2 separate regions of the Oryctolagus cuniculus genome follow, and region 2 is linked to region 1. A link is a contact called in public Hi-C data. All regions are on one chromosome and are shown on one strand. The core of a region is the stretch at or near the end of the contact, and the rest is flanking DNA. Distances in the headings are between cores, read along the strand shown. Region 1 holds the start of NXN (nucleoredoxin). Region 2 overlaps NXN (nucleoredoxin).

The links. Hi-C and Micro-C count contacts between places; a contact is called where the count stands out from the background.
Region 2: a Hi-C map of skin fibroblasts shows a contact between it and region 1, with 10 times the contacts expected there. The contact joins the enhancer-like site here to the promoter of NXN in region 1. A contact is called at or near these places in 2 of 6 Hi-C or Micro-C datasets (skin fibroblasts and an unstated tissue).

The regions. Positions count from the first base shown.
Region 1 is chr17:46,241,028-46,247,194 of mOryCun1.1, forward strand. It overlaps NXN (nucleoredoxin), which reads left to right and starts at 3,195. Exons shown (of 8, transcript XM_002718895.4): 1 at 3,195-3,697. The coding sequence starts at 3,332.
Region 2 is chr17:46,394,397-46,400,563 of mOryCun1.1, forward strand. The region is part of intron 5 of NXN (nucleoredoxin); the gene reads left to right. Among named protein-coding and RNA genes, the nearest start is that of MRM3, 23 kb to the right of the region's middle. Within about 2 kb of position 2,990, at least 1 of the 8 cell types and tissues checked has an H3K27ac peak or open chromatin away from gene starts, as enhancers often do.

The sequences.
Region 1 (6,167 bases), core at 1,945-4,444:
CATACATTCTTTATGAAAAAGAGGGGAGAGAGAGAGAGAGAGAGAGCGCTCCCAGCTACTGGTTCAGCCCCCAAATGGCTGCAACTCAGGAGCTGGAGCTGAATGTGGAACCCACGTACTCTGCAATTGGATGTGAGCATCTCAAGCACCAGGCTGAAAGCCCACCCCCTTTTAAATTTCTTTACTGTTCATTTGAGAGTGTCAGAATACAGGGATCCACCTGTCTAACATGCTGTCAGCAGTGCCTGTATGCACACTTTTTATGTAGCACTTAGAAAGCAGTAGTGCATCGTCCTGGCTCTACTCCCAACCCCAGCTGCTGGCTTCCTGCTAATGCATAGCCTGGGAAGCAGAGGTGATGGCTGAAGTAATGGGCCCGGGCCACCTGTGGGGGAGACCTGGATTCAGTTCCTGTCTCATGCCTTCAGCCACACCTAGCCCTGGCTGTTGCGGGCTCTGGGGAGTGAACCATTGAATAAAAGTTCTCTCTCTCTCTCTCTCTCTCTCTCTCTCTCTCTTTCTCTCTGCCTTTCAAATAAAAATAAATAATTTTAAAAAGAAAAATAAGTAAAAGATATTAAGATGATTTCACTAAAAAGGGATACTTTCTGCGTGCTTTATAATACTGTCTGTGAGTGGCACAGAATTTTGACATGACATTCTCAAAATTTAACATGGAATTTGACCTTGCTGTAAAGTAGGCATTTGGCATGGTGGTTAAGCTGCCACTGAGGATGCCCGCATCCTATGTCAGAGTGCCTGGGTTCATGGCCTGGCTCTGCTCCCAGTTCCTGCTTCCTGCTCATGTGCACCCTGGGGGGCAGCTGGTGACGGCTCGAGTACTTGGGTCCCTGCCACCCACCTGGGAGACCCAGACCAAGTTCATGTCTCCTGGCTTCAGCCTGGTGAAGCCCATGCTGTTGTGGACATGTGGGGTGTGAAATCAGTCATTTGGAGATTTCTCTGTCTCTAAATTAAAAAAATAGCTTTTTTTTTTTTTTAAACAGTCCCCAGTCAAATACTACTGGTGAAACGAGCTGGGTAATGAGGTACTAGGAAAGTGGATATCATGTGCAGAGATGGCCTGGCCACTGTTGGCTCCCATTTCCGTGTCTTTCCTCGGTCTATGTGGTAACATTTCCCTGAGCTGCAAAGCTGTGCGAGTCCTTGTTCCACCCTAGAAAAGTGAAAAACCTTAGGCACGAGTGTTCACCTTTTTTAAAAAAAGATTTATTTATTTATTTGAAGGAGTTACATAGAGAGAGGAGAGGCTGAAAGAGAGGGATATTTTCCATCCGCTGGTTCACTCCCCAAATGGCCACAAGGCGGGAGCTGCGCCAATCTGAAGCCAGGAGCCAGGAGCTTCTTCCAGTCTCCCATGCGGGTGCAGGGGCCCAAGGACTTGGGCCATCTTCTACTGCTTTCCCAGGCCATAGCAGAGAGCTGGACCGGAAGTGGAACAGCCAGGTCTTGAACCAGTGCCCATGTGGGATGCCAGCACCGCAGGCAATGGCTTAACCCACTATGCCACAGCGCCGGGACCACGAGTGTTTACCTTTATGCCAACTTACAGGCAGAAAGGAGCCTGGGACGTATGTTTGTGTGGGGAGAGCTGTTGTTTGTGCCTGGCTCCACCAGGGCCGGCATTTGCTCTCAGGCTGGGCTCTGGTAGGCCTGGTTTTCTCCCTCACTCCTTCCTTTAGATGGCAGTAGATGCCCAAGAAATACCTTCCCAAGCACTGATGGGGACTCGGTTTTTATTTGTTTTTGCTTTCACCCGGTGTTGGTATCTGAGCTGATCCACACCGACTTTGGGTGGGCGTTGTGTTCAGCTTTTTGAGTGTCTGTGGGGGAGGGGCGAAGACGTGCCACAGACCACCTGTTCAGTCGGGGTTCTCCCTAAGCGCCGGGCGCGTTTTGCCAGCTGGCGCGCACACACACACTTCCCTAGAATTTTTCTCAGCTACCTACAAACTTGATAGCAGCATTGGAGCTGAGTTAGGAGAGCAGCCAGCCCCGAGTTAGAGGTGCCACAGCATCTGCCGGCCCCGTTTGTGGAGATGGAAGAGAGTCCCTGGGGGGCGGGAGCAAGCCGCTGAAATCCTACATGGCTACCCGCGAGCAACCCACAGACGGTCCGGATTCTGCCCCTGCTGTGCCCAGCACCCTGTTAAAAGACCCACAGCGAACAGGAGGGCGCTTCCAAAAGTTCATGGGGAAACGGAATTAATTAAAGTGAATAAAGTTATTTCGGTACAAAATTCTTTGGAAATCCATGCCTAGTTTTTTCATAACACACATTTTTCCATGCAGTTAAAACAAGTTTTGTTGATTGGAGAGACCGAGAGAGCGCCCATCTGCTGGTTCACTCTCCAGATGCCCCGTGGGAGCCAGGAGCTTAACTGAGCTGTTCCACGAGGTGGCAAGGACCCAGTTACTGGAGCCATCACTGCTGCCTCCCAGGCTTTGCCTGAGCAGGAAGATGGAATCTGGACTGGAGCTGAGTATGGATCCCAGGTACTCCGGTGTGGGAAGCTGGGGTCTTACCTTCTAGGATAAACACCCCCCCCCCCCGGGAAGCTTTGGAAGACCCCAGCTATGCCTGGATTCCCAACATTTTTGCACCAAAATAAACTTATTTTTTCAGTTTCCACGAACTTTTTGAAGTACCCTAGTGCAAGATGTGGCATCCTCCAATCCACGTACAACAGAGAGCACAAGACATACATGCACAGGCAGTATGACCCAGCCTGATCAGCAACGAGAGAGAGAGAGAGAGAGAGAGAGAGATGTGTGTGTGTGTGGGGGGATATTCAGTGGGGCCTCAGGCTTTGGGCTGGGGAGCGGAGGGAAAGGAGCTAGGAGAAAGGGTGCAGAACTCGAGTGCGGGGCTGGGGGGAATCCTTGGAGAAGTGTGGTGGTGGTGGGCCTGAATTTAGGGCCGGGGAAGGGAGCGTAGACGTGGGGAAAAGACGGCCAAGTCCAGGTCCTTTCATCGCTCAGGTCCCGGGCATTCCTGTCAGAGGGGAGCCTTTCCCGTCAGGTCTGTACTCGGGGCGGCTTCCGCGCGCACTTCGGCCTGAAGGAGGGAGCCCGGCCGGCCGCCCCAGAGCCAGCTGCGGCGGACCCTGCCCCGGGGACCGCGGCCCCGGGCCGGCCGCGGAGGGGGCGTGGCGTGGGCGGGCCCAAGGGGGCGGGGCTCTGCGTTCCCTCGCGCCCGCCGCTGCCGCCGCCGCCGCTGCTGCCGCCGCCGCCTCCGCCCGCCGCGCGGACTGAGGGAGCGCGATCGCCGCCGCCTGCCGCCCGCGTGCCCGGGCTGCGGTGGGCCAGGATGTCGGGCTTCCTGGAGGAGCTGCTCGGCGAGAAGCTGGTGACGGGCGGCGGCGAAGAGGTGGACGTGCACTCGCTGGGCGCCCGCGGCATCTCGCTGCTCGGGCTCTACTTCGGCTGCAGCCTGAGCGCCCCCTGCGCGCAGCTCAGCGCCAGCCTGGCCGCCTTCTACGGCCGCCTGAGGGGCGACGCGGCGGCCGGGCCAGGGGCCGGGCCGGGGCCGGGGGCTGGCGCGGCCGCGGAGCCCGAGCCGCGGAGCCGCCTGGAGATCGTCTTCGTGTCCTCAGATCAGGACCAGAGGCAGTGGCAGGACTTCGTGCGGGACATGCCGTGGCTGGCGCTGCCCTACAAGGAGAAGCACAGAAAGGTGAGCGGCGCGGGCCTCGCCGGCGCCCCCGGCCTCGGGCCGCACTCCCGGGAGCCGGGCCCCAGCCTCCGGCGTGGCGCCCGCCTCCCCGCCTGCTGCTCTCTGCGCCCGCACCGTGTCCCCGCACCCCTGCGGGCTGGGGGCTCCCGCGGCAACTCCGCGGGGCGCGGGGCCGGGTTGCGCCCGCGCTGCCCAACTTTGACACCTCTCGGCCCCCCACCGCCCCAGGCCCGGGCTCACGTCCCCCTCGCCGAGGGGGCGGCCGTGCTGGGGGCTCCGACCCGGGGGCCCTCCGCCGCCAGCCCCTCCCCCCCCCCCCCCAGGAGAGGTGCCGGGAGGGGCCCCCTCTCTCGACCCCTGGACTCTCTGCGGATCCCTGTAGTGGGTGGGGGAGGGCGCTAGCCCCCTACCCACAATGCTCGAACCAGGAAGTTTCCTTTCTTTCCGAAAGAAATCTGCTTTCCTGGGGGGCCCTCCCCTTGTGACTGGGGACCTGGAGGCCGAGGCCGAGGTCAGACCGCCCCCAACCCTGCCGTGGGCAGGCAGCCGCCGGGGGTGGCCCGGGGCGAGGAGGGAGCTCGCTCCCTCTCGCTTCTTCCTCCTCCCGCGGCTATCCCCACCCCGGCTGAGTTAGGGGCCACCGGGGAGCTTTTCATTGTCTGACTGTCCAGCTCGCTCCCAGGCACTTGCCGCCCTCACTTTCGCGGTGGGCCGCCGTTGTCTTGGCATACTTCGCGTGAACTGCTGGGCTGATCCCATAGGGGCAGCAGGACTGGAGGAACGGGGATTTGGGGAGATTTATGCTTCGCTGTCAACTTCTCCGTCCTCCCGGTTTGCTGTTGAAATTAGTTTGGGTTTCTGAGTGCGTCTGTTGGATGAAGATGTCTGTTTTAATAAAACAAACCCAGGGGTGTTTGTCACGCATAGAAACAGAAAAGGGTTTGGAGCGGGCTTGCTTCAGGAGTGTGCCCGAGGCAGGGGTGTGAATCCAGACCCTTCCGTGTCTGAGGGGGTCTCAGTTTATGGAGTGGACAGAAGGGCTGCTCGGGCGTTTAGCTTCCTCTGGGGAGGATGGTAACGCATGCCATGTGTTTCTTTTACGTGTGTGGATCTTGTAGGGAAGCATGATTTAGATTTAGTGAGAGCAAAAGGCTTATGCTGGGACCCCAAATGTCTCGAGTAAATCATCCATCCCTAAGCGGGGAAAGTTACCGAATTGGGATTTAAAGTATGAAATACAGTGGAACAGATAGAGTTTGTGTATTTAACGTGGGAAGAACATGGGTTCCCTAACCACACAGAGGCAGGACTTGGCATTTTCACCACTTCTTAGATTATTCTACCCATGTTTGATTTATACGTGTGATAGGCTATGAATATACATGGCTAGTACTTTCTGTTTCCAAATATGCAAATTTTATGTGGTGGTTGTTTTATGATCCTTTTGAGTATAGAAAAAAAATTTTTTTCAATGTAATGGCGAGTTTCTGTTGTGGCCAAAATCTGTTTAAAATGATGTTCTTACTGGGCAATGCAAATAATTTCTAGCTTTTGAAAACATACAACGATGGTAAAATGTTGCAGCCTAAGGCCTATTGTGTTTTGTACAGAAGGGGAATGAATTGGCTGAATAGTTAGAATATGGAACAAATTGAGATGTTTTGCAAATGTTTAAAAAAAAGGAAAAAAAAAAGCTTTTTCTGAAAAAGAGAAATATTCGATACAAGTAGCACATGCCTGCTTCTCTGTGCCCTGGCCGGTCCCTTTGTATGCAAAGAAGTGTTGCGTGGTCCTAGCCTGGACCTGCCAGTACCGCTAGCTAGGAATAGACTCTGCATGATACAGCGCAGACTCATTCGAAAATACAGTGTAGAGTGCCGAACGTGCCTCAACCTTGGTGCCGGGGCTTCTGAGAAATTTTATATTTTGCACAGAATGTTTCTGACTCACATCCTACGGTTCACTTTGTGCCCTAAAACTGGTCGGTTTTTGGGGTGGCTTCTGCCCCTCCATGTTCCTGAACAGGGGGACTCCACATCGGATCCCAGAAACACGCCCAGGGGTGTGCACCAGGTGAAAAGCCTCCTCTGTGCTTGCTAAGGAAAACATACTCTTGGAAGTTACAAAAGCCATGTCCGCACTCTGGAAGGGAAACACGGAGGAGACAGCGTGTCCTTTTCTGTAACTGGCAGTTTTGGGCTCTCTTGTTCCACACTGGAGTGGATAGGAGTCTGTGAGTTTGTGATGCCAGTTTCACCTTAAGAACAGTGAGCAGTCGGAGCACCCCCAGTGCAGGGCCCCGGATGGATGAACACTTCACTCCTTGTGGACAGACTCTGTTTTTTTTTACCATCTATAAAAATAACTTTAAAGAAGGGAATTTTGTTTTACAACTGAAGGAAAAGCAAAGATCCAGATTACTTTTTAAAGTTCTCATTAACATTTGTTCTCTCAAACCATTTGTGTACTT
Region 2 (6,167 bases), core at 1,740-4,239, 150 kb after region 1:
CTGCTGTGTGGGCCTTGTTTAATTTGGGGAATCTATTATATTTTTAAAAATGGGACCAAATGTGACCAGTGCCCCAGATGGGTGTTTTTGCTCAGGTATTTAAAATATAAACGAGCGGGAGCCTAGTGGCAGATACAGGTGAGGTGCCCGCTCCTCCGCTGCCCACTGTGTTCTCCTAGCGGAGATGGATGGGGTGGGTTCTTGTCTTCATGCAAGAAAGAATGCAGATGTGAGGCAGAGAGCTTTCCCTGGGGGAGGGCTGAGACCACCTGGGGAGTTACTGGGGTACAGGCAGGACTTCCAGGCATAAGATCCTGGGCTGCCTCCAACGGTCTTTGTTTCCCTCAGGCCCCCTCACACGGCATAGGCTCCTTTCTAACTTCCTAGCACTTCCACACGTTGAGCATGTCTTCAGCACGTTTCCGCTGCGACGTGTGATCTGTGCAAGACACACAGTTCTGCTCTGGGTGTTTTTTAGGCGCCTGCTTAAAATGGTCCCATGCCGCACACCGCCTTGCTTCTCTGGCTCATCTGGCTCATCGCTAAGTCTACAAGCTTTCCCCTTGTCGATATTTCTGTCTAGTTCATTTTCATGTGCAGCGCTCAAGAGTGTTTCCTTGTCTGAGCACGCCACAGCTGACGTCCACTCCCGACGGGCAGGGGTTGTTTCTGGAGTTCCTGTGTCACAGGGGTGTTGCTGTTAGGTGTCATCGTGCCTGTCTTGAGGACCCGCTGGCCAGGTTCAGCTGTGTCCCCATCCACACTCTTTTTTTTTTTTTTTTTGACAGGCAGAGTGGACAGTGAGAGAGAGAGACAGAGAGAAAGGTCTTCCTTTGCCGTTGGTTCACCCTCCAATGGCCGCCGCGGCTGGCGCGCTGCAGCCGGCGCACCGCGCTGATCCGATGGCAGGAGCCAGGAGCCAGGTGCTTTTCTTGGTCTCCCATGGGGTGCAGGGCCCAAGCACCTGGGCCATCCTCCACTGCACTCCCGGGCCACAGCAGAGAGCTGGCCTGGAAGAGGGGCAACCGGGACAGAATCCGGCACCCCGACCGGGACTAGAACCCGGTGTGCCGGCGCTGCTAGGCGGAGGATTAGCCTAGTGAGCCGCGGTGCCGGCCCCCATCCACACTGTTGACTGTGTCACTTTTCTGAGTCCCTTTTGGCATCGTCCATACCCCTCATCGTAAGGGACACACTGCACTGGGTGACCCATGTTGCCGCAGTCTTCATGACAGCCATTGTCTGGCTTTTTTTCTTCCTTTTCTTTTCTTTTCTTTCTTTTTTTTTTTTTTTTTTGATTTATTTTATTTATTTGAAAGAGTTACAGAGAAGGGGACGGGGTGAGAGAAAGAGAATTTCCACCTGTTGATTCACTCCCCAAATTGCTGCAACAGCTAGGGCTGGGCAGGCTGCAGCCAGGAGCCTGGAACTTAATTTGGGTCTCCCATATGGGTGCAATGACCCAAGCACTGGAGCCATCTTCCACCGCCTTCCCACGTGCATTAGCAGGGAGTTAGGTCAGAAGTGGAGCAGCTGGACTTGAACCCGTGCTCATACGGGATGCTGGCGCCGCAGGTGGCAGCTGAACCCGCCGCATCATGCACTGGCCCCCGTACAACCATTTGCACAAATAACATGAAGGGTCCTCCAGAAGTTCATGGAAATGGCAACAAAAAAACCATGCATGTATTCCAAAAGCTTTTTTGCACCAAAATAAGCCTGTCTTTTGCCCCTGTTTTCCCCTGAACTATTTGAAGTACCCCCACTTTGTGCCCTGCCAGCCACCATGTTCTCCCTGCTCTTCCTGTCCCAGAATCTGCTCCTCCTCCCATTTTTTTTCTCTCAGCCCCAGCAGTCTTTTTTTCTTCTTAAGAAAAAAATTTATTTATTTGAAAGACAGTTACAGAGAGAGGTAGAGCCAGAGGCGGGAGAGAGAGAGGGAGAGAAAGAGGGAGAGAGGTCTTCCATCCGCTGGTTCACTCTCCAGATGACCGCAATGGCCAGGGCTGAGCTGATCTGAAGCCAGGAGCCAGGAGCTTTCTCCGGGTCTCCCACGTGGGTGCAGGGGCCCAAGGACTTGGGCCAACTTCTACTGCTTTCCCAGGCCACAGCAGAGAGCTGGATCGGAAGTGCAGCAGCTGGAACTCAAACCGGTGCCCATATGGGATGCTGGCGCTGCAGGCCGGCGCTTTAACCCGCTGCGCCACAGTGCCGGCCCCTAGCCCCAGCAGTCTTTCGTGATGCCTTCCCAGCCCCCTCAGAGCCTCTTGCCACCCAGATGCCGCAAAAGCTGGGTCACAGCCCTGCCTGGCGCTCGGCCCCTCCCTGGCTCTGATCTCCATCCCCGGAGTCCCTTCCCCTTTAAAACTCCATCTCCTTGGCAGGAGAAAAACCAGCAACCTAAGCCATGGAACAGTCGGCACGCTGAGCTTTCAGATGGTTTAAAATGCTCACAAGTGGGTTCCTCCTGGGAAGAAAGAGTGCTTAGGGCTCGCCCTGTTTTGTCTGCGCTTTGTGGGTGACAGCGAAGGGGTTTTAGGTGCTGCTTGTGGTCCCGCCCTCCTCCCCAGGGCAGGGGACTTGGGGCTGAGCCTGCTCTAGGGACACCAGGTATACACTGTAAGCCCAAAAGTTACACTTGGGCTGGTGGGGGGAGGAGAGTGCCAGCCGCAGGCTTGGCAGGCGTCAGCATTCCTGGAGCTCTCGGTGTGGCCGTGACGTTGCCTGTTTTCTGTTTCTAGAGCTAATGTCTTCCAGCCCGGCTCAGAGGTTTCTGCTGCGCTCACCAGAGCAAGGACCCGTCTGCCCTTCTTAGGAGCCACGCTGCTTCAGGGAAGCTTTTGTAAAAAACAGAAACGGGTTCACAGCACTAGCAGATACTTGGGGGGGCCTTACTGGATAGCAGCCACTTGGGTGGAAGACATTTTACATGTCTTGTTTGTTCCTCACAACAACCAAACACGATGAGAAAGTCCCCGTATCCCCTGGCAGCCGTGGCGAGAAGTCTCGGAGAAGTCCAGCGGCTTGCCTGGGTCTTCCCCGGACTCGGCCTGTCCTTCCGCCCGTTCTTCCCGGCCCTCCCAGCTGGGATCGGCAGGTTCAGGTCAGCCTGTGCCGCTCCCCGTTTTCACTCCCTTCAGGGAGCCCCTGGCTGGGGTGTCTAAAGGCATCTATTGGAAATCCCCGCCGTGCCTTGTAGGGTTCCTGTTGGCGGCATTCCAGAAGTGTCCACGTCCGTGGACCTGCTTCAAGGGCGGGGGAGTGGGACCGACGGGAGGTGAGGGAAGACGTGGTATGATCCCAGCCTCCTTCCCACAGCCTGAGCCAAGGGAGGCCTTGCCCTGTCCTGTTCACCCGAGTCCCCAGCTGAGTCGGCAGCCTGGCAGGGAGGGGAAGAGCAGCAGCTCTTACAATGGGCAGACCAGGGTTTCTGTCCCAGCGTGACCACCGACGGGCCGGGGGACCCTGGGCAGGCGACTACCTCCTGCAGGCTGGGGAGAGTGGTGCCCCACAGCATCCGTTAGGAGGATGACCTGGGGCCGCAGCTGTGCTGTGCCTGGCACAGAGCAGACACGCTGCACAGGGGAGTTCCCTTTTCCTGGCCCTCTGGTCCCTGACTTGGGGAAGGCTCTAGGGCCAAGCTAGCCCAGGATCGGGTGGTGAGGAGGCGGCCTGGACCACGCAGTAGAGATGCTGACCCTGTCCATGTATCAGACACCTGTGGCTTCCCTGGGTCCAGGTCTAACTGCGCTGATTTTACTGATTCGATTTTATTGATGCAGTCATGCCCAGCACTGCCCCTGCCCCTGTGTACCTCATCGTCCTGAGATCCTATTTCTGAGTTTTGTATTCATTTACTTTCATTTTATTTGAAAGGCAGAGGAGAGAGAGAGAGAATCTTCCATCTTTGGTTCCCTCCTGAAATGCCTACAACAGCCAAGGATAGGCCAGGCTGAAGCCCGGAGCTCATTTCCGGTCTCCCACATGGATGGCAGAAACCCAAGTTCTCGGGTCATCTGCTGCTGCCTCCCAGGGTGCGCGTTAGCAGGGAGCTGCATGGCAGCAGTGGAGCTGGGACTCAGACCCATGCGCTCTGATATGGGAAGCAGGCAGTGTCTAACACCCACTGTGTCTTGGGCTCAAATCATCAAAAGCAAGAGGGGACTTGCAGTGGCTGAGCTCTAGGGGAGGTGTGGGGAGCTGTTCCAAAGTGGATCAGCAGGGGCTCCGTGTCCTTGCTCCACTCTCCCAGTTTCTGCTGCAGCTGTGGTGTAATGAGGGGCCTTCAGAGAAACTGAGGCACCGAGCAGGGAGGGGCTTCTCTGCCTTCGATATCCCTTCTTGGGAGCGGAAGCTGGCCACCCGCAGGCCTGCTACTGCGTCTGGCCTCACAGTAGGCTCTGGTTACCCCCTGCTTGCCATCACCCTCTTCCAGCTCTGCTCCAGGAGCTGTGCCAAGGTGTTGTTGGAGGGGACTAAAGGTGGTACAGAGCTAGAGAGAGAAAGAGGTCTTCCATCTGCTGGTTGACTCCCCAAATGACTGCCATGGCCAGAGCTGAGCTGATCTGAAGCCAGGAGCCAGGAGCTACTTCTAGGCCTCCCACATGGGTGCAGGGGCCCAAGCACTTGGGTCATCTTCTACTGCTTTCCCAGGCCATAGCAGAGAGCTGGATGGGAAGTGGAGCAGCCGGGACTCAAACCAGCGCCCATGTGGGATGCTGGCGGGGCTTTAACCCACTGAGCCACAGTGCCGGCCCCCCAGCCACGTCTTCTAACAGCTGTGAGCCTAAAGCGGTCGCGTATTCCTTGTGACAGCGGGGCTGATGGCACACCTACCGGATCGGCTACGCCACAGGCTCCAGAATGCTGAGGCCATGCTCCCAGTCCCTTGGCATCCCTCCCACCGGGAAGTGAAATGTCAGTGGAGCAAATTACTGACCGACTGCTTTGGAACCTATAAATATTAAATTGCTCTGGCTTTCATAGAGAATTCAAGCTCTGGTCTATCCCAGAAGGCTACACAAGGCAAGTCTGGATAATGCAAGGATAATGCACCAGCCGCCAGTGAAGACAAGAGGCCCCAGAGGGTAGGGCCAGGCAGACACAGTGGGCTGCAGTCGCTGGGGTCAGCGCTGGCTGGAGCAGAAGCAGCGGGGTGCAGGAGGCGAAGAGCAGGGGGCTGGCAGACCCAAAGGCCACTGTAGCCGGGGCAGGGCTTCTGAGTCCGCTAAGTGTGATGGTTCAGGCACGTGCCGTTTACAGGCAAGCTTTGTGTTGCTCTCGCGCTTGCTCTCTCTGTTATAGTCTCTTTTTAAATATCTTCTGCATGAATTCAAGCTCTTTTTTTTTTTTTAAGATTTATTTTATTTGAAAGGTAGAATGACAGAGGAAGAGACAGAGAGAAAGAGATTTTCCACCTGCTGGTCCACTCCCTAAGTGGCTACTCAGCTGAGGTTTTGTCAGGCTGAAGCCAGGAGCCTGGAACTCCCGATCTCCATGTGGGTGGCAGGAGCCCCAGGCACCTTAGCAGGGAGCTGGATCAGAAGTGGAGCAGCTGGGACTTGAACTGGCGCTCCCATCTGGGATGCCGGCACCGCAGGCAGTGGCTTACCCGGCCATGCCACAATGCTGGCCTCTGTGCTGCATTTCTTACTCCAGCCTGGGACTCCAGTGCCCTACTGCCTCCAAGGACTGTCCCCGTCAGAGCAGTGGACACTGGAATCTTCTAGGCAGTGGCTGGGCTGGGGGCTGGGCTGCGGGCTCTCTGGCAGACAGCTGTCATCCTCCCCCAATTCCCCTGCTGCAGCCTGGCCCCAGGCTCCTCTCCTGCCTGGTGGCACCCTGCTCCACTTCTAGCCTGGGTGAGGACTCCCATCACATCTCCTCTGCGTGTGTGTGTGTGTGTGCCAAGGTGTTGTTGGAGGGGACTATCGTGGTACAGAGCTAGAGAGAGAAAGAGGTCTTCCATCTGCTGGTTGACTCCCCAAATGACTGCCATGGCCAGAGCTAAGCTGATCTGAAGCCAGGAGCCAGGAGCTACTTCCAGGCCTCCCACACGGGTGCAGGAGAGTGTGTCGGGAGTGTGGAGGCTGCTGGGTCCCTAACAAGCACGCAACATGGCAAGATCCTGGTGTCATATCGCCATGGTTCTGTCTCTGGGATCTCCT